Regions from separate parts of the Hordeum vulgare genome. Here region 1 is linked to region 2. A link is a contact called in public Hi-C data. All regions are on one chromosome and are shown on one strand. Each heading gives the region's core, a stretch centred on a gene start, on an enhancer-like site or on the middle of the called end of the contact. The rest is flanking DNA. Distances are from core to core; before and after follow the strand shown. Region 1 holds the start of LOC123426622 (chloroplastic import inner membrane translocase subunit HP30-2-like). Region 2 holds the start of LOC123426617 (acetyl-coenzyme A synthetase, chloroplastic/glyoxysomal-like).

Region 1 (6,805 bases), core at 3,901-6,400, 210 kb after region 2:
CGGCCACTTAGAAGGGCCGTCACTCAATTGGTTGAGGATGTCATCAGCGAAGCAATTCTCTCTGGGCAGTACAAACCTGGTGATACCATAATGATGGACACTGATGACAAGGGAAAACCTTGCTTGAGCCGGTTGAATGATCAGACTGTTCAAGTTTCTGATCCAACACCAACGCTTTGAAGGCTTGAGCACCAGTGTATAGCGAGGCTTACTGCGCTGTGGATAAGCTTGTTGATTCTTTCGTGCATAGCGGTATAGGTTCCGTAGTTCATGTACATATTCTCCAGATGCTGGAGTTTCTCCGTGAATATAATGTAAATTGAAGTCTTACATCACCTGTACATACTGCTGCATTTCTAACATGTGTACATTGTTTACGTCAGACTGGAATGTACATACTGTGATTGTGTTGTGCTTCAACATATCTTGCTGAACACCTGCTGCTTATTTCCAGACGCACTCTGAGTAAGATTTCTGAATAAGCACCTACTTGCTCAAAGTAAAAATCTCAAGCTTTCTGAGCAACAAATTTTGCCGTAGACTGGCAGACTTCCGGGAACACCCATCACTCAACATAAGAAATAGCTGACCAACAGACAGTGAATCACTCCAATTTGATTTTGTCAATCAGGTTCGGTGCAAGTTTCTGAAGAATATGATACTCCTTCCTAAATATAAGACCTTTTAGAGATTGTACTATAAACTACATACGGATGTACATAGACATATTTTAAAGTACAGATTCACTTATTTTGTTTCGTATGTAGTCTCCTAGTGAAATCCCTAAAAGGTCTTATATTTTGAAACGGAGGGAGTATTTATCAACTAGACTAAACACTAGATCTTGTAAAGTGAATATGTGATATGGTATGACAAGGCTTGGAATATATGATTAGGCCTCAAACTTTATACTATCGTATTTCACTGCATTCACCATCATATTGCTGGATACTATACAGAAAGACCTTAACATGCACGGTGTAACAGCTATATTGATTATCTGCCCGCAAAAAAGAACTCTATTTATTATCCAGTTGCCAAATAAAACGGTAATATACATGGAATATTATGAAGAAGTGCATTGCTCTCTCTGCTCAAGTATGTTTAGACTCCAACTACAACTGCACCAACGAAGCTGGAATAGCTCAGTTGGCCAGAGCGTGTGGCTGTTAACCACAAGGTCGGAGGTTCGAGCCCTCCTTCTAGCGATTTTTTATTTTTACTGATTTTTTTTGATACTTTTAGATTTCCCATTTTACTCTTTTTTTAATCGGGATTTCATGAAAAAAAATTGATACTTGTAGATTTCCCATTTTACTTTTTTTAATCGGGATTTTCCGAATCAGGATTTTTTTCAATTGTTATCAATTTTCTGTTTTGCTTTTGCTGAATCAGGTTTTTCAATATGTACATTTTCTGGCTTTCGCAACTATTTTCACTATGTAAATTTTGTGGTTTTCACAACTATTTTGGGATTGTATATTGCACGTTAAGATACGTTCTTGGAAGAGTTTGTGCGTGCTTGAAGCCACTTCTCCATGTTGAAGCGTACGGCAATCCTGCACTTATCCTTGCTACAACTAGCAGCATTTAACTATCTGATTGGCAAACAGGAGGAAGGGGTATTAACATGTTCCAGCCAGACTGAGACATTCCATCTTGTCTTTACACAAATAACTCTGAATAATTTTCAAAAAATAACTCTGAACAAGCTCACGTGTTCTGGAAATAAAATTTCTACCATGACAACAGCAGAAAGTAGCTCGACTGAAACTTCAATACAGATAATCCATGTAATTTAATCAGCCTAATTACTACAAAACATTTACTAAGTTATCTTTTACAATCATACTGCTGCCTAAAGAGCTCATCATCGTTGAAAGAGCTGGACTGGACTGGACGGACTTCCCAGACCATAGTTTATGCAACTTGGGAAAAACTGGTGCCAATGCAATCACTTCAGTTTGATTTCGCCAACCCAGGTTCTCTGCAAAATTGCAAACTATCAGATCATAAAAGAAACTGGCGCACCAGAAACCGGAAATGCATGCAATAATTCCAAACCTTTTAATGTGATCAAGTATGACAAGTCTTGGACCAGGGGGGATATTCACATCTCTGAGTGCGCTGGAGGATAATGCAACACAAATGTGAATTTTCAACAACTGAATGGTAAATTTCAGTAAGCATATTACTAATTTAAAGATTGATTTTTTCGGCCGTTGCAGGGACTCAGTTAAATATTACAAAATGTACCTTTCATTGAGAAGAGGCAGTGTTTCATCAGTTAGAAGACCCTTCTTGAAATTCTTCTCATAGTTTTGGAGGCCCAATTGGTTCAACATAGTTCTTCCACGAGAATAGTTCATATCTTCATTATGCGTCTTTGTCTTCGAGAATTTCTGCCCAACCTACAATTAGATGGATTGACCATAAGATTGATCCCAAGAATTAGAAGAGTACAACAACCATAGATAAATTAAGGATACATTGCCCTATCCTACTGATATATAACAGTGAAGTTGCAATGCAGCGTGAAGGCTCACCAGCACATTCAGTACTAAAACCTAGAGACATAATTCAAGTACAAAATGACTTTCATTTGCAGGAAGCATGTACAGCTTACTTACAATGAAAAAGCCACCTTGAAATACTGCAAAAGCCATACCAGTTGTAATTGCATTAACAACTGGATTCGGGGTTCCCATTCCACTCACAATGGAGAATAGAGCACCAGAACCAAAAGCTGCTGTCATGCTATATAAAAGAGAGTGTTGATCAATCATGCAGTTGAAAATACATACCAAATATGTTCATCTTATTAACAATTGGTCCTCTGAATTTGTAACACCAATCATGATTGACTGAAAGGATGAAGGGTGTGATATCACCTTCCGTTTTCCTTGTATTATGTTTTACTATTTGCTGAAGTCCTTAGAATATCAAGTTTATCTTACAATATGCCATTGTTTTCAGAAGATAATCATGAACACACTAGAGAAACCGTATGAAATCAATCATGTAGAAAATAGGTATCGGTTAATGGTGGGAATCACTTCAGAGACCCTGAAGTTGCTTCGGCAATTACCAAATTTTAGGGTGGTAAAAGGCAACCAAAATGGAAATAAAGTGGCACATTCTCTGGCTTGATTCTGTAGGGAAGAGTCGAGTTGTGATGTTTTGCTGAGTTCAATCTCACCCTGCGTGTAAGCGGTTGTCCAGCATGATTGTAAGGGTATTATTTGCTCTTAGTTAATACAACACCATTACAATAATTAGTTATCAATTACCTAACAAAGTACACTCTGATTTGTTCGTCATGCACAAATAGTGACATATAAGTCTGGAAACATGTTATTTTTACAGCTTCAAATGGATCCAGCTAGTGGTCGTAATGGTATGTTCCCCCTTTACATTCTAGAGAGAAAGAGAGAGAGAGAGAGAGAGAAAGATTGCATTTTTATCCATTAATTCGACCCCAGTTGCACAATTTTACTGTGGTTTGAAAATAATTGTGCATGTCGCTGGGTCATGCCATGAAACTTCGTGATTTTCAGCACTTAACAGGCTGACACGATCAACTAGCTTACACCTTAGGCCCACTCATAGAGGTGCCTATTGCCACATTGGTTTTAGATACCACATTTGCTTTATTTTATTCAGCCTAGGCAATGCCACTGATTGGTTAATTTTCTCAAAATATAATACTAGGCTTCCATATTGAGGAAACATATATACAATTTGTATGCAAGAACATATTGCGGTGTTGCAGTTATATTGGTCTTTTCACTTAGGTTTTGGGGTTCCATTTAACTACTAGTATTTTGGAACCAAACATTCCTTATATCAGGTAGAACAAATACTCTTTGGAACCAAACATTCCTTATATCCTAGCCAGCTGATATGCAACTGACCAATAGCTAAGAAATAAAAGGAGAGCATCTTATGTGAACAGAATAAGATGCACCTATTCTATCAAATGTGTTGTTGGCTTCCTGTTACTTGCAAATATTCACATAACAAGAAACAAGAACTTATGAACCCTCACCTGCCCTGGAGATCCTCCACTCCTCGTACCCTTCTCATAACACAAGATATGCCTGCATTTGCACCAGTCATGACTGCAAAATTTCGAGCTTGCACCAGTGGCCCGCCTGCCAAAGCCTATAATAATTGAAAAAAGATACCGTTAACCTGAAGGATTAGAGGATGATTGGATTTGCATCAACCAGGATAATGTTGTACTTAGTACATGATCGATAGAATGTACATGATCGATAGAATGTAATCGTTGCCTCTGCATGTTCTTAGTTTCTAGTATATGTCAGACAGCCTTGAGGACCAATAAAGACTTTGCTGCACTAAAACTAAAGGAAGAGTGATGATTGCTTTAAGAAACGAGAAAGGAAAAGTAATTGATGTCTACGAAAAGGAAAAGACATCACATGCGTACTAGCTATCTCGATTTGATTTTAACAAAGTTGGTCCGATTCCAAATGACAAATCCAGTCTTAAGTCGAACAAAAGAACCTTGACACTCGACGTTTCAAGTATTGTGTGAACAAGGGACCAATTGCTTTATGTTGTAAGTAAATATCCCAGAAAATAAACCGAAAATGATGGTCTCCATCTAAATCTGTAACGAAAGGACTGGTATACATGGGCGAGGAGGAGACCTGCGCTTGCTTGAAGGTGGCCATGGCCTTGGGGTCGAGACCGGGAGGCGGCTGCGGCACGGGGAGCCCCGCCCCTCCTTCGGGCGCGAACGTGCCCATGAGCCCGCCGAGCGCGCCGCCCTGCACAGCCCCGAACGCCGTGGTGACGGCGGCCTCGATGTGGGTGGGCTGCTTCGCCATCCACTCGCGCACCCCGACCTCCAGCGACCTGAAGCGGTCGGTCAGCTCGGCCAGCGGGTTGGCCCCGCCCCGCGACGCGGACTGCGCTGCCGTAGTGGACGAGGAGGCCATCACCACCAGCGGGCGCCTCTTCTGCCCCATCCCTTCCATCCCGCCGTTCAGGTGTTTCGATGTGTTGGGGTAGGGGAGGAGGAAGAGGAGGAAGAGATAGGCGGAGCTCCTCGATTGGTTGTTTATTATCCCCTCCCCTCGGATGCTCCGCTAATATTTCTCTTCAGTTGCTGCCTCCAGGGTTCCACCACCAACCCCAAACCCCTCTCGTGTATCATATGGGCCGGCGCTTCGTCGAGATCTGCGTAAAACACAAGTACATTAAGCCCACATGATCTTTGTATTATCCATGTAAGCTCGTAAAGCCTATGAAACAACTAGTTAGCCAGCACTCGAGCCTCCCAACAATCACTCTCGCGCGTCGTCACTTGATGCGTTCTTAGCCATCGCCACGTGTCGTGTTCTGAGCGTTCTGTTCGTATTTTACTTTTTTTATTTTTTAGTACGTGTTTTTGATTTTTTAGATTAATTTTTTCCGCATGGCCGTGCCTTTCGAAAAGAGAAAAAAAACGCATTTTTTGCTCTCTTTTCTCGCGAGAGACACGGCCGTGCCTCTCGGAAAGGGGGAAAACCCATTTTCTGCTCTCTCTCTCTCTCTTTTTGCGAGAGACACGGTTTTGTTATCGTGAGAGGCACGATCAGAAAAGGGGAAAACGCGTTTTCTGTTCTTTTTTCTGCCAGAGGCACGGTTTTGCTATCCGTGCCTCTCGAAAATAAAAAACGTGTTTTTTGCTTTCTCACTTTCTTTTTTTCATGAGAGGCACGATTTTGCTTCCGCGAGAGACACGGTTTTGCTATCGCGAGAGGCACACCCGTGCCTTTCGGAAAGGAGAAAAACGTTTTTCTGTTCTTTCTTTTTTCCGTGAGAGAGACGGTTTTGCTTTCGCGAGAGGCACGATTTTGTTATCGCGAGAGGCACGGCAGTTGTTTTGTCCGGTTTTTTCGTGAAAAAAAAGTTTGTCAAAACTTATCAACATGGGATCTAGTTTTAAAAATCTCAACGCGATAAACCCAACGGTGAAAACAGTTCAGGATTTGAACGCATGGTTTAGAAAATAAAACATTTTTAAAATATGAATCTAAGAAAAAAGGAAAAACTTCCAGGTTGCGATAAATGGCACGCATATAGTGCGCCACTTGTCACAATCTAGGAAGATGGGATTAATCGTTGAAAGGTATATTCCTCAACTACTCCCTGTGTCTCAGTTTACAAGTCCGACACATATATCTAGATCGTCAATTTGACCAATTTAATAAGAGTCATATATAACAAATAATATACCCCCTCCGTCCCAAAATAAGTGACTCAAAATTGACTTAAATTTACACTAACTTTAGTACAAAGTTGAGTCATTTTTGAGTCACTTATTTTGGGACGGAGAAAGTATATTATTATAAACTTTAGATGTATTATTTTCTAATGGTATAATTTTTATATTAAACAGTATATTTTATATAAGTTAAATTGATGATCTAGGTATACGTGCATATCTTTTAAACTGTGACGGAGGAAGTAGTGATTTGGAAAGCCTATTTACTACAATGCTCGGCTCTCGTGTGTTCTGAAGCCGGTAGTGGCCCATGACCGGGTTTGTGGATGTAGCTCTTGCTTGTTCTCTATGGTTTTGAGAACTTCTATTTAGCCTTATTTTAGGAAGGTTCTGTATGACATTTTTCCTTTTCTTTCTAGGATGTGCTACGCGTCGGTCGGCTGGTCGTGAGCCGTCAGATTTGTTACATTGCACGAGCCGAGTACGCCTTCATCACTGCAGGTCTGCAGCACAGGTCGTCGTAGAATTATTTTTATAACATAGATCTTGTTGTAAATTTTTTTTGCA
Region 2 (6,773 bases), core at 3,752-6,251:
GCATCTACTACTATTACTCCACACATCGACTGCTATCCAGCATGCATCTAGTGTATTGAGTTCATGACGAACAGAGTAACGCCTTAAGCAAGATGACATGATGTAGAGGGATAAAGTCAAACCAATGATATAAACCCCATCTTTTTACCCTTGATGGCAACAACATGATGCGTGCCTCGCTACCCCTTCTGTCACTGGGTGAGGTCACCGCACGGTATGAACCCAAAACCAAGCACTTCTCCCATTGCAAGAATCATAGATCAAGTTGGCCAAACAAAACCCACAACTCGAAGAGAATTACAAGGATATGAAATCATGCATATAAGAGATCAGAAGGAACTCAAATAAGATTCATAGATAATCTGATCATAAATCCACAATTCATCGGATCTGGACAAACACACCACAAAAGAAGATTACATCGGATAGATCTCCATGAAGATCATGGAGAACTTTGTATTGAAGATCCAAGAGAGATAAGAATCCATCTAGCTACTAGCTATGGACCCAAAGGTCTATGGTGAACTACTCACGCATCATCGGAGAGGTCATGGTGTTGATGAAGAAGCCCTCCGTATCCGAATCCCCCCTCTGGTAGGGCACCAGAACATGCCCCAGATGGGATCTTGCGGAGACAGAAGCTTACGGCGGCGGAAAAGTATTTTCGTGGATCTCTCTCGCAGTTTTGGACTTTGTAGGAATTTATAGGCGGGAGAGGTAGGGCAGACGAGCCATAGGGGGCCCACAAGCCTGCTAGGCGCGGGCCCCCCTGGCCACGCCTAGGGGGCTTGTGGGTTCCCCTGGTGGCCCCTGCCTTGGTTCTCACGTCCCGTGCGTATCTTCTGTTCCGGAAAAAAAAATTGGAAGTTTTATTCCGTTTGGACATCGTTTAAAATCCTCCTCTGAAAAGGGTCAAAAACACGGAAAAAACAGGAACTGACACTTGGCACTGAGTTAATAAGTTAGTCCAAAAAAGATATAAAAGGCATACAAAACATCCAAAGTTTGACAAGATAATAGCATGGAACCATCAAAAATTATAGATACATTGGAGACGTATCATGTACCAAGAGGGATCAAGTGATCCGATTGTATGGTAAGTATTGTCCATTACGCTTTGTGTATGAACCCATGGTCTACGTGACAGTTCTATGTGGGGTTAGGTATATTCCCATGGCTTGCATCAAGAGCAAGATATCATACATCCCGTGGAGGATGACATCAAGTGGTGTTTGTCATCAAGATTGCGATGTGAAAGTTCAAGTTGAGCGTCCCCAATAGATCATGCTTGAAGATTGTCGTCCATTGTGGTGGAAATGGACTTGTGAAGATGTGCTGAAGAGTGGCTTACCCATAGTGGAGTATGGGGGAGCAATCTACTAGTCTTCATCGAGCCGGCGCAATCAAGAAAGGTGGTCCATCTTGAGGAGGACAACATTATCATCATCTAGCTCAAGTGGACTATGCACAAGGCAAAGGTTTTCCCTTGATACATTTTCTATTTTACCGGTCTCATAGTGTTAGTTGGGAGACCGAGCTATATGATCGATTGTCGTACTATCAAGGGGGGCTCTCAAGTGAGTAGCTGGATGGTATCATTTGTTGAGAGCTCAAACCATTGCATTCTTAGCATCGTCATCTTTCTTGGTTCTTGGTTGTCTTTTCTCTTTGTGGGTTCTTGAGCTTATGGTCATCTTCACGACAAGCTCGATTTCATCAAAAATAGAGTCCGTATGCATCTTCTATGATGTTTTTGATGTTGGAATTTTTGTCGGTTCTTCAATCATAGAGGTTTCACATCGCTGTTTGGATAGTACTCGTCGTGTGCTATCCAACAAGCTTGAGTTTGCACAATTCGGAGCTCGTACGTGAAAGTTATGGTGGTTTCTTTTCTCAGAACAGTTTTCACTGCTCATGCAGTAGTACCGCTTAGGCAGTACTTCCGCTATGTACTAACGCTTATTTTTAGCTCTCTGGTATCTTCGGCGCTCGAGCAGATTTTGAGCGGCAGTAATGAGCGGAAGTACCGCTCTGTGTGGACTCTTGTGCAACCCTCCTCATTTCTACTAAGTCTGGGCTTCCTACAGTGCTAAGCGGAAGTACCGCTGGCGGGAGAGGTAGTACCGCTCCGGCAGAACTACCTCCTCCCTCACTTTGTCAAACTGCGTGTGAAGCCCGATACTTCCGTGTCATCCAAGCAGTAGTACTGCTTGTGCACGACTTGTGTACATAACGACTGGATTTGGGAAGACCTATTTAAGGGGATCTTCTTCCCCAATGATATTCAACTTTTTTGAGCTCGTGTTTGCCCCCCATTGTTGACCTTCTTCGAGCTTGCTAACTCTCAGTCCCTCCAATGATTCTTGCTAGTTTTTGAGGGAAAAGAGAGAGGAGATCTAGATCCGCATTTCCACCAATCACTTTCTCCTCTTTGTGAGGGGAACCCCTTGGGTCTAGATCTCGGAGTTCTTTGTGAGCTCCTTGTTCTTCCTCTCATATTCCTCCATGGCTTTTGTTGTTGTGGAGGAATTTGAGTGTGAGGGACTTTATCACTTTGTGTGTTCTTACCACTGCATTAGTTGCATCGGTTTGAGTTCTCCATGGTGATATGTAGAAGTGAAAAGTTGACAAGCTTATTACTCTTGGGTGCTTGGTACCCTAGAGCTTGTTCTTCTTGGGTGCTTTGGCATCCTAGAAGCTTGGTGGTGCCTCAGAGCTCAATTATTATGGTTAAAGCTCTAGGCAAGCGTCAGGGTCTCTAATTAGGTTGTGGAGATTGTCCCGAGCATTTGGGGTCATCTAGAAGCCACAATCCATTATGGTGAAGCTCCGTGGTGTTCTTGGGAGCCTCCAATTAAGTCGTGAAGATTGCCCCAACCTTGTTTGTACGGGTTTGGTGACCACCTCAAGGGTCCCTTAGTTGAATCACAACATCTCGCATTGTGCGAGGGCGTGGGGAGATTACGGTGGCCCTAGTGGCTTCTTGGGGAGCATTATGCCTCCACACCGCTCCAAACGGATATTAGCATCCGCAAGGGTGTGAACTTTGGGATACATCGTCGTCTCTGCGTGCCTCGGTTATCTCTTACCCGAGCCCTATACTTATGCACTTTACTTTGTGATAGCCATATTATTTCTTGTTATATATCTTGCTATCACTTAGTTGTTTATCTTGCTTAGCATAAGTTATTGGTGCACATAAGTGAGTCTAGTTGTTTTAGGTTTTGTGCTTGACAAATTAAATGTTTGTTTTATTCCGTATTTGTTCAAGCCTAAACAGTAGTTACTTTAAATATCCTATTCACCCCCTATAGGCAACATCCACGTCCTTTTACCAGGCCCAAGCGATGCACATCGAGTGCGCATGGGTGGGGCCCTTGCACCAGAGGTGGCCGGAGGGATGCGAACTGTGTACGTACTTCTTCTTCTACCTCTACTAAGCTCATCCCTAATCTCCTTCTTCCTTCTCCCTTCTAATCTACACAACGGTGTTCCGGTTCGAGATAAGCCCTGCACAAAAAAGATGCACATTGATGTTATGGTTCCATTTTTACGATCAGTTTGTAGTTTCATCAACCGTAAATGCTCAATTTCATGTTCAGGTTTGGAGCTATTTTGGACGAATTTTGTCAAATTCCTCATGCATGGTAGACCATTTGAAATTTCCTTTGACCGACAACTTCATCTTGCAGTTCCATATGACATTCGTGTTGCAATTTTCCTATTTCGACGATCCTACTGTACCGACGCCGTCATTACGCGCACACCATATTTCTTCTCCTTTGTCCTATATGTCTGGGAGTCCTCCTATTCGTCCCTTTCGACGCTGGCACCGTTCCTCTTAACCTCATTGCCCACATCCTAGTACAATGGAGTCGTCTCTGGCGTCGATCATCTTGGTCTCCTCTCTCTCGTTCTACTGCACTGATGACGCTGCCATGAAGCGAGCACTACATTTCTTCTATCTGTCCATTGTCTCCATGCAGACTTTCTTTGCCACCGATGAGGTCGCTGGCGCATGACTCCGTGAACGCCGTGCGGGACATGGAGCCACAACCACTGTCCACCGCAGTCGCCATGGTCCGACATGCATTGCATTTCTCCTCCCACATCCTCTGCCTCGCGCGCTCCTTCGCATGGACTTTTTCCCCCGACGGCGACGCTAGCAAGTAGTTTGTCGGGTCGCGATAAGAACGCTCGTCCGAGACTCCGTGCTCGTCATGTCGGACACGACGTCACAGTCACCATCCACCGCAGTCGATATGGTCCGACACACATTGCATTTCTCCTTCCCCGTCTGTTGCCTCATCGCTCCTCCGCACGGAGTTTCTCTGCGGCGGCGACACAAGCAACTAGTTTGCCGCGGCGTTCGCAGGAACGCTAGCACGAGACTCCTTGCGCGTCATGTCGGATGCGGCGCCGCGGTCACCGTCCACCATAGTCACGAGGCACGGTGTAAATGTGTGTGTTAAGTGTAAGTGTTAGCTCTTAATCATATCTCACGTATACAACCAAATACCGTGTAGTAGTGTGACTTGAATCAATGCAGGCAACCAAACGCTATGTCAAAATTACTCATTTAATACGAAAGGTCTAAATGCAGACAACCAAACAATATACAGATGTTAGTTTTTCACATACATTTCGACAACCAGCCTCCGCTGAGCCAGGCTTCGTTGAGCTAGGCTGCACTAGAACGGCTGTCAAACTAGTAAGTTGCAGAGCGTGTGTGCGTGCATGGTGAGTGTATGTGTGCATGTGAGCATTATAATGTGTTTTGCAAAAATTAAAGGAATTTAAAAATTGGCGAGCGATTGTGAATTTATTAAGTTAAAAATACATTTCCCCTAAAAATAAGTTAAATACATTCAAATTGTTCTTTCCGCAAAAACTACTCGAAACCACCGGACGATTGCGAACGGCGATGCAAACCAGGCAGAGCGGTGAGCCGTCCGCCCGTCTGTTCTGTTCCAACGGTGGAGAGACGGGTCAAAAAGAGTGACGATTCTCCCTCACAGACACCTAGCTTCTCGACCCCCCACGCTGCCACGCAGAGCATCCAGACGTCCTCGCCCGGCGCGCGGCTCCCTCTTCCCCCCTTCCGCTCCGGTAGCCGGCGCCGACGAATCCATAGACAGTAGTAGCTGTAGAGTAGCAGCAAGAGCACTCTACAACTCCGTCCCACCAGAAAAAGGCGCACCAACCAGACTAGACACAAGAGGCATCGACGGTTCCACCTTCCGCCCGCCCGCCCCACCTGCCTGCTGATTTAGCTCCTCCACCAGAACGCGCCCCGAAAGTCAGAATTTTTTTGGCCCACGGTGGCGAGCAGTTAAGGAGGTGGTGTGGTGAGCCGTGGCCGTCAGGCCACGAGGCCGTCAATGGCCCAGTATATATACGCCACCACCGCCCGCTGCTGCTGCAGCTCCGCACGCGCCCACCGCGCGATCCCACTCCAGGCTCCCGCGCTAGCCCCCTCGTCGTCTCGATCGCCGCTCCGGTGGGGCTCGGCCATGGGCGCGAGCGATCGCCTGGCGGTGGCCGCCGCCAAGCCGCGGCACGCTGCGCCGTGCGCGGCGACCGTGCTGGGCGAGCCGCTGCCGGCGTCCGACGACCACGGCCTCGTCCACCCCAGCGCCGACTTCGCCGCCCAGGCCCTTGTCTCCTCTCCGCAGCAGGTCTCCATTCTTTTTCCACTTTCCATTTCGATTATGTTGATCCGCCCCCAGACGGGCGCCGTACGTTCGAAGTCCTTCCGTTTCGAGGCGCGTAGTATGCGGCTAGTTGTGTGATCCATCGCTACCCACTCACGGCATCAGATAAGGCAGATAGGGACTGACTGGACATAAGGAGAGTTAGGATTGGTGAATTCGGAGCGTGGGTTAATTCCCATTTTCCTAGGGTCTGTGAATTGACTACTGAGTACTGACTACCGAGTAGAACATTCCCTGACTCTGTAGTATTTGATTTGTGGCGGATATGATGACTGATCATGGTGTTTTTCTCAATGACTGGCAACCAGTACCGGGAGATGTATCAGCGGTCGATTGATGATCCTGCCGGGTTCTGGTCAGAAATAGCTGAAACATTCTACTGGAAGCAGAAGTGGAGCCCTGACGAAGTCTGTACTGAGAACCTTGATGTCACAAAGGGGCCGATCAAGATCGAAGTAAGCTTATGCCTAAGTGTGGTGTTTGCTCTCGATCCTGACTTGTTTGTGATGGGAGGACAGAGTGACGTTGAACGTCGTTGGTATTTTCGCAGTGGTTTAAAGGGGGCAAAACTAACATCTGCCACAATGCCGTGGACCGCTACGTGGAGGCCGGGGACGGTGCGAAGATTGCGATGTATTGGGAGGGGAATGAGCCTGATCAGGACGGGAAGCTCACATACTCAGAGCTCTTGGATAAGGTTTGCCAGGTAAATATGCTGTTATGGTGAAACAATTGCATGTAACATGTCCTGATGTATGCAGACATGGTTTAATTGTTTTGGGGTGCTTTCTTGCAGCTGGCCAATTATTTGAAGAGTGTCGGGGTTGAAAAAGGTGATGCTGTGGTGATCTACTTGCCGATGCTCATGGAGCTGCCTATTGCAATGCTTGCATGCGCCCGCATTGGTGCTGTTCACTCTGTAAGTTTTACCCCAGTTTGCACTTCCAGTTATTCTGATTTACCCTATGCATGTTGCCATGTTACGACGCTGGATTATATTCAGGTCGTGTTTGCTGGCTTCTCTGCCGATGCAATAGCCCAGAGGATCACTGACTGCAA

Evidence for each region. A called contact is a pair of places that touch in the nucleus more often than the background predicts.
Region 1: a contact with region 2 is called in a Hi-C map of leaf, with 6 times the contacts expected there. The contact joins the promoter of LOC123426622 here to the promoter of LOC123426617 in region 2. A contact is called at or near these places in 2 of 6 Hi-C or Micro-C datasets (leaf and seedling).

What each region holds. Positions count from the first base shown.
Region 1 is chr2H:453,708,153-453,714,957 of MorexV3_pseudomolecules_assembly, forward strand. It overlaps LOC123426622 (chloroplastic import inner membrane translocase subunit HP30-2-like), which reads right to left and starts at 5,151. Exons shown (of 6, transcript XM_045110483.1): 1 at 4,677-5,151; 2 at 4,049-4,164; 3 at 2,631-2,757; 4 at 2,257-2,411; 5 at 2,065-2,127; 6 at 1,665-1,987. The coding sequence starts at 5,006. The coding sequence ends at 1,960. LOC123426621 (chaperone protein ClpD2, chloroplastic) reads left to right here. Exons shown (of 12, transcript XM_045110482.1): 12 at 1-382. The coding sequence ends at 180. TRNAN-GUU (a tRNA gene) reads left to right here and starts at 1,135; the gene lies at 1,135-1,208.
Region 2 is chr2H:453,502,121-453,508,893 of MorexV3_pseudomolecules_assembly, forward strand. LOC123426617 (acetyl-coenzyme A synthetase, chloroplastic/glyoxysomal-like) reads left to right here and starts at 5,002. Exons shown (of 18, transcript XM_045110480.1): 1 at 5,002-5,678; 2 at 6,023-6,169; 3 at 6,265-6,420; 4 at 6,511-6,633; 5 at 6,718-6,773. The coding sequence starts at 5,382.